Linked DNA regions of Rattus norvegicus: region 2 is linked to region 1. Evidence: chromatin contacts called from public Hi-C data. All regions are on one chromosome and are shown on one strand. The core of a region is the stretch at or near the end of the contact, and the rest is flanking DNA. Distances in the headings are between cores, read along the strand shown.

Region 1 (3,118 bases), core at 554-3,053:
ACCAGCTGCTATTGGGTTCTGAATACTCAAAAGGCAAAATATCTTAAGGCACAAGGGTACAAACCCTGAGCTGAGTTCTGAGGCAGCAAAGTCCAAATTAGAACCTAGGAACTTAAAGTCCAACTTTAAACCTCAAGTCCTAGGCTGAAGGGCGGCTTAGGGAACAGCTGGTTCCCGGTCCTTTCCTACCTCGCTTAGGAAAATACACTGGCTCCTGCCAAATCACAACCCAGTATCCTCCAAATCGTCCCACCCTCACCCCACCCCACCGAAGGCCTGGGGTAACTCCGAAGCTGGTAGGGAAAGGGGCACCAATTGACCACCTTCTAGTCTCAGAGTCAAGACTAATGCCTAGCAGCCCGATGTAGTGGATGGACCTCATCCACTCTACTTCTAGATGAGACCAATAAAGTTCAGAAAGTTCTGAGATTTGCACTTTTGCCCTGGGAGAACCAAGCTCGCCACCTCTTTAGTCAGTCTTAAGGGGTAGAGGGTGGAGGGCGGATAGCAGAACCTTAGAAAAGAAACAACTTACATGTGTCTAGCGCTTCCTAGAGGCCGCACAGGATATGAATCCACCATCGAGCGGGGAGGGGATTTTTCAGTCTTTCTACCAGGGACTCCTGCTTAAGCACCGTGACTCGGGGCGAGTCCGCAGCTCTCAAGGCTTGTTTTCCCAGAAGCAAATCAGGGAGGGAGGAAGGGCGGGCGCGAACTGAGTGTGCGCGGGGCTGTGTGTATGTGCTAGTGCAGGCGAGCGCTGGGGTTTCCTGAGTTTCGAACCTTTATATGTTGCTTTCCATACCCCAAGGAGCCGGGGTGGCATCTTTCACACCTAGAAGGGGGTCCCTCCGAGGTAAAGCGAACCCCTCCCGGCACGTCCCCAGAAAATGAAGTGTTGTGCCGGGGACCCTGGTGAATTCATTCCGAGCACAGCAAATCTCTGGTTTCCAGCACAGCACACTGCGGCGCAGATCCTTCTCCGAAACTAAACTTCCATGCGCACTCGGCGTGGGAGGGCCACTCTCAAACCCGCTCAACTTCAACCCACTTGCCGCTCCCGCACCCGGGGCGAACACAACCATATTAACCCGCGTCGCTCTGTCTCCCGGAAGTGCGGGGGTGCGGAGCCAGCTTCAATCGCCCAGATCATTCAGCCCTTTCACGGGTGTGTTCGTGTGTTCGTGTGTGTGTGTGTGTGTGTGTGTGTGTGTGTGTGTGTGTGTGTGTGTGTGTGTGTAACCTCTACTCCCACCCAAGCCCTCCGCCCCAGGCCACCAGCGCGTCTCCCCAGCTTTCTGGATCCCCGCGTCTCGGTCTGGGTCCCCAGCCCTGAACTTGAGCCCGCCTCCGACAGACTCCGCAAGGGTCCAGCGGACCCGGCAGCCTCCGTCACTAGACAGCCAAACCAAGACGTCAGCCCACAATGCACCGGGCGGGCCGGGAAAGACGCGCCGGGGAGGGAACCCGGGAACACAAGCCGGAGCAACGCGCGGGAGGGGGAGGGAGGTGGAGAAAGAAGGGCCCAACTGTAGGAGCGCAGCGGAGCATTACCTCATCCCGTGAGCCTTCGCGGGCCCAGAGAAGAATCTTCTAGGGTGAGGTCTCCATGGCGACGGGTGGGCCCGCCCCCTTGAGAGCGACGCAAGCCAATGGGAAGGCCTTGGGGTGACATCATGGGCTATTTTTAGGGATTGACTGGTAGCAGATAAGTGTTGAGCTCAGGCTGGATAAGGACTCAGAGTTGCACTGAGTGTGGCAGAGACTGCCTAGCTGGAGAGCGCTCAGGCAGACAGACAGACGGACGGACTCGGCTAACCTGGTCGTCCGCGGACTCCGGGCTGTTCATCTGTTTGTCTTCATTTTCTGACCAACTGCCTGGATCCAGCGCCCGCAGCTCCTGCACCGGTGTTTTGGGGAGCACTTGGAGAGTCCCTTCTCCCGCTTTTCCCGGAGAAGAAGCTCACAAGTCCCGGCACTGCTGACAGCATCGAGAACGGCTCCGGACCGCGCGAGGAAATAGGCGAGCGGCTACCGGCCAGCAACTTTCCTGACCCAGAGGACCGGGAACAAGTGGCCCGGAGCGAACTTTTGCAAAACCTCTTCTGCGCCTAAGGCTGCCACCGAGACCGTAAAGAAAAGGGAGAAGAGGAACCTATACTCATACCAGCTCGCACAGGCGGCTGAAGTTGGGCGAGTGCTAGCCGCGGCTGCCTAGCGTCCCCCTCCCCCTCACAGCGGAGGAGGGGACAGTTGTCGGAGGCCGGGCGGCAGAGCCCGATCGCGGGCTTCCACCAAGAATTCCGTGACGACTGGTCTGCGCCGCCGGAGAACCTCTGTCGCTGGGGCTGGTCCGCGGGCTCCGAGGAACCGCTGCTTCCCGAGAGCGCTCCGTGAGTGACCGCGACTTTTCAAAGCTCCGGATCGCGCGGGAGCCAACCAACGTGAGTGCAAGCGGTGTCTTAACCCTGCGCTCCCTGGAGCGAACTGGGGAGGAGGGCGCAGGGGGGAGCACTGCGGTCTGGAGCGCACGCTCCTAAACAAACTTTGTTACTGAAGCGGGGACGCGCGGGTATCCCCCGCTTCCCGGCGCGCTGTTGCGGCCCCGAAACTTCTGCGCACAGCCCAGGCTAACCCCGCGTGAAGTGACCGACTGTTCTATGACTGCAAAGATGGAAACGACCTTCTACGACGATGCCCTCAACGCCTCGTTCCTCCAGTCCGAGAGTGGCGCCTACGGCTACAGTAACCCTAAGATTCTGAAGCAGAGCATGACCTTGAACCTGGCCGACCCGGTGGGCAATCTGAAGCCGCACCTCCGAGCCAAGAACTCGGACCTTCTCACGTCGCCCGACGTCGGGCTGCTCAAGCTGGCGTCGCCGGAGCTGGAGCGCCTGATCATCCAGTCCAGCAATGGGCACATCACCACTACACCGACCCCCACTCAGTTCTTGTGCCCCAAGAACGTGACCGACGAGCAGGAGGGCTTCGCCGAAGGCTTCGTGCGCGCCCTAGCTGAACTGCATAGCCAGAATACGCTGCCCAGTGTCACCTCCGCGGCACAACCTGTCAGTGGGGCGGGCATGGTCGCTCCCGCTGTGGCCTCAGTAGCTGGCGC
Region 2 (3,549 bases), core at 773-3,272, 48 kb before region 1:
GTTCTGATCCATATCTGAAGTCCAAGATAGAGAAGAGTGGATATTGTGGTTTCAGTCCAAGGCTGGGTGGTCTAACATCCCAAGAAGGGTCATTGATACATTGTGAATGTGAACATAAAAACCGAACAAAGCCCCCAAAGGCTGATAGTCTTATTCAAAGCTACAATTCTTTTCTTCCTACCTTTCTGTCCAGGTCATCTCTTCAACTGACTGGAGAAGAGTTAGCCTCGTTAGAGAGGACAATCTGCTTGACTCAGTCTGCTGAATAACATGTGGCTCTCATCTAGAAATATTATTTTAGAAACACTAAAAATTAATTAATTAATTAAATTAAAAAAAAACTAAAGACAGATACAGGCACTCTGTGGTTCAGTCAAGTTGACACATAACTGTAAAATGTAACAATTACATAGATTAAGCCATAAACTTATTAGGAAATCAAACTTTTGCCTATTCCCTGCAGTGCTCTCTATATCTAGAATAAAAACCTAGCACACAGTAGGACCTCAGAGCAGTGAGCTGAACAAATGAACAAACAAGGTGGAAGAGATGGAGAAGAAAGACAAAAACTTAAATCTAGAGGAAGAAAACATACTATGCACCACTAAGCTAGGCGCACCTTCTTCCGTCAATCAACAGCTACACATTAAACTCTCAAGCAGTTGAATGAGTTAGGTACTGTTCTCACTTTCTAGGTAGGGAATCTGAAGCCGCTCTATAACTCTGTAAGCATCCTTTGCTCACTCCTTACAACGTGTAATTAGTCATATCTTGTTTGTTCTGTTATTCTTGACCCTTGTGATGAGTTGAATGGGGCCAACAAGGCTTGTTGACAGGAAATGTGTGACAGTCATTGTATCTGGAAAGGGCTCCTTGAATGTTGAGTTAAGAATCTCAAGACGAGATGGTCCTGGATCCTGGTGGGGCCTAAATCCAATGACAAATGTCTTTATATGGGTGGGTGGTGAAGAAGGCAATAGGAAGACAGAGCTAAACAACAGTGGTGCTCTGTGAGTACTTGAAAGCTGAGGCCAAAGTTCCAGGAGCCATGGAAGACGGGAGAGAGGCCTTTCCTCAGAGCCTCCAGCAGGAGACAAGCCCCATAGACATGTTACCAGCAGATTCTCCTCCAGAGCTGTGAAATAGTCCACATGTGTCATTTTAAGCTACCCATCTCTGCCCTCATGAGAGTAGTCAGAAAAGCAGTGTGCTCCCCCACTCACCCCAACCCGGACCCTGAAACTAAACTGAAAGTGCACTCCACGAAATCCTTCAGGGCTACCTAGAGGTGCAGGGTCAAAGCAAAACCATGACAAGCACTGGTAAAAAGCTGAAACACATCACTACCCAGATCTCTCGAGCGGAAGGCAGGACCCAAGGCTCTCTGCTCTTCTCTTACCAGCACGTGGTCCTCAGACTAATGTCACAACAGTAAAGTCTGCTGTTCCTTCCTCCTATGGGGACGAGCAGGCAAAGGCAATCATCTCCCAGCTTATGAAATGCCCGGAGACTTCTTCCTCAGGGCATTCTCAGAGTAGCCACCAACTCTTAACAATCAACAGGACCACAAGGATACAGGCTGTTGTGGGCCCCATCTTGGCCTTGCACCATGTCCTGGCAGAACACTGTTGCTTCACACCGATCCTTCACACTTCCATTGTCACCCTAGCCCAGCTGTGCTTAGGAGTACTGCTGGTCTGGGCCCTCCTAAGTGAGAGCAGCACCCAAGGAGGCTCAGCACCCAAAGGAAGCAGACCCATGGCCCTTTCTGACAGCACAACAGGGCAGGAGGCTTTGGCCCCACACTTAATGTGGCCCTTTCCTTAAGCCCGCTTTGACTTCTATCGGGTGTATATTATGGCACCTAGGAGAGAAGCTGGCAAGTCATAAGTGTGCCAATGCCACCATTCTACCTTCTTTTTCTGAAACCAATCAAAGATGCTTGCTTTGATGCCTTCAGCTCAGCAGATGGCTAACACCAGCGCCTCCCACGGAGCTGAGCCCAGTTAAGTGTTTCATTGATGGCAACTGCCGTTTTTCACTCACTGAGCATGTGTGAGCAGCTGTATGATCCAAGGACCAGAGAGCTCTAAGGGAGCACACAGCCTCCTTGCCATTCTCCATGTGAAATAGAGAACACACGGAGAACTACCTGATTTCTCTTCCCGGCCCTGGGCACTGGCAAGAACGTCTCCGAGGAACTGGTGCCCAGGGCAGCCTCACCACTCAGGAGGCCCTGGGGGCCTATTGGGGCTCAGCAGAAATGTAGACAGATGGAAGAGATTAGAAGACTGGGCACGTAGGAAGAGGTCCCATTCCAAAGCAAATGCATTCTTGCTGTGCAACTCTGACACTCACATCCTAAAAATTGTTATTTAATGTACTGTCCACATCCGAACATGACTCACCTTCTGAAATGGAAATCTGGGTGGTTACCAACTAGGGACAGGAGAGCACTTGTTGGTAGCCCCACAGGCAGTTGTTGACCTTAGGCTGGAGGCCACCCTGCAGGCTACAGGGACTCCATAGCTGAAGCCTTGGCCTAGGAGAACCTTGACCTCGTCACAGATGGATTTGTTTCTGATCCGGTGTGGCAAATTTCTAAATCTTGGCTGTGGGCTGACATTTGCTCCTCTCAGAAAAAGAGCAGGGGCCCAGCAGGTTCTAATTGACTCCAAAGGAGAAGCAGCTGGAGGAATTCTGCAGTGCACTGATTAAGGAAGTTCATTGTCAGGTTGTGGTTTCCAGTGGATGGGGCCCCCTCTCCTTCCTTGCCCAACTCTGGGCTGTCAAAGAAACCTTGGAAAATCAAACTTGCCTCATCCATTCATCCAGAGCTAGAACTCAGACAAAGCAGGAGGGAACTTAGAAATAAAAGCATCCGTCTTACACGATCCTCATAAGTACTTGTCATTGGGGTCAGTGCTTCATAAATGTGACTTCTAGCTCATAAACTCATATGGCAAAACAGGGCATCCTGGACTGACAAATGGGGAGATAAGGACTTCGAATGACAGACCCTGCTCTCCACCTCACAGCTACTTAGCACCTTCTTTGAGTAAATAGAAGATTACCTTCCAGTCCACCCACACAATCAGCCCTCTGAGGTTGGTGTCACTTTTGACCCCATTTAATAGAAAAGAAAACTGAGGAAGAAATCGTTATATGACCTAGAGCTTGAGGGATCCAGCATACCAGCTGTCAGTGCTTTCTCTGCCACCCAAATCTAGGTCTTTCTGATTATGAAATCTGTAACAGTCAAGCGCGCCGTGTGCCACCCGCTCTTTTTAGTGTTTAACGTGTCACCCCATCCAGTCTTCGAGGTGAGCCCATGCTGTGTGTTACATTTTCACACTTTTACAAATAAAGAGACCGAGGTTCAGTAATAAGGAGAAGCAGAACTCCGTGCAGGCCTGAGCCTGGAGGGCTACTCGTAAAGCCAGTGTGCTCCCCCAAGTCTCGTGGAGGGCTCATGGAGTTTCTGATCTTCTGTCTGCTGCTGTAATTTTATCATTCTTAGGGAACACTGGGAGCCAGCATCAAACCTGG

Evidence for each region. Hi-C and Micro-C count contacts between places; a contact is called where the count stands out from the background.
Region 2: a contact with region 1 is called in a Hi-C map of mammary epithelial cells, with 2.7 times the contacts expected there. The contact joins the enhancer-like site here to the promoter of Jun in region 1. A contact is called at or near these places in 2 of 12 Hi-C or Micro-C datasets (the Rat2 cell line and mammary epithelial cells).

What each region holds. Positions count from the first base shown.
Region 1 is chr5:115,011,678-115,014,795 of GRCr8, reverse strand. It overlaps Jun (Jun proto-oncogene, AP-1 transcription factor subunit), which reads left to right and starts at 1,803. Exons shown (of 1, transcript NM_021835.3): 1 at 1,803-3,118. The coding sequence starts at 2,661. LOC100911221 (a long non-coding RNA gene) reads right to left here and starts at 1,541. Exons shown (of 10, transcript XR_010051917.1): 1 at 536-1,541.
Region 2 is chr5:115,059,489-115,063,037 of GRCr8, reverse strand. It overlaps LOC100911221 (a long non-coding RNA gene), which reads right to left. Exons shown (of 10, transcript XR_010051917.1): 8 at 1-3,549. Among named protein-coding and RNA genes, the nearest start is that of Jun, 48 kb to the right of the region's middle. Within about 2 kb of position 2,022, at least 21 of the 93 cell types and tissues checked have an H3K27ac peak or open chromatin away from gene starts, as enhancers often do.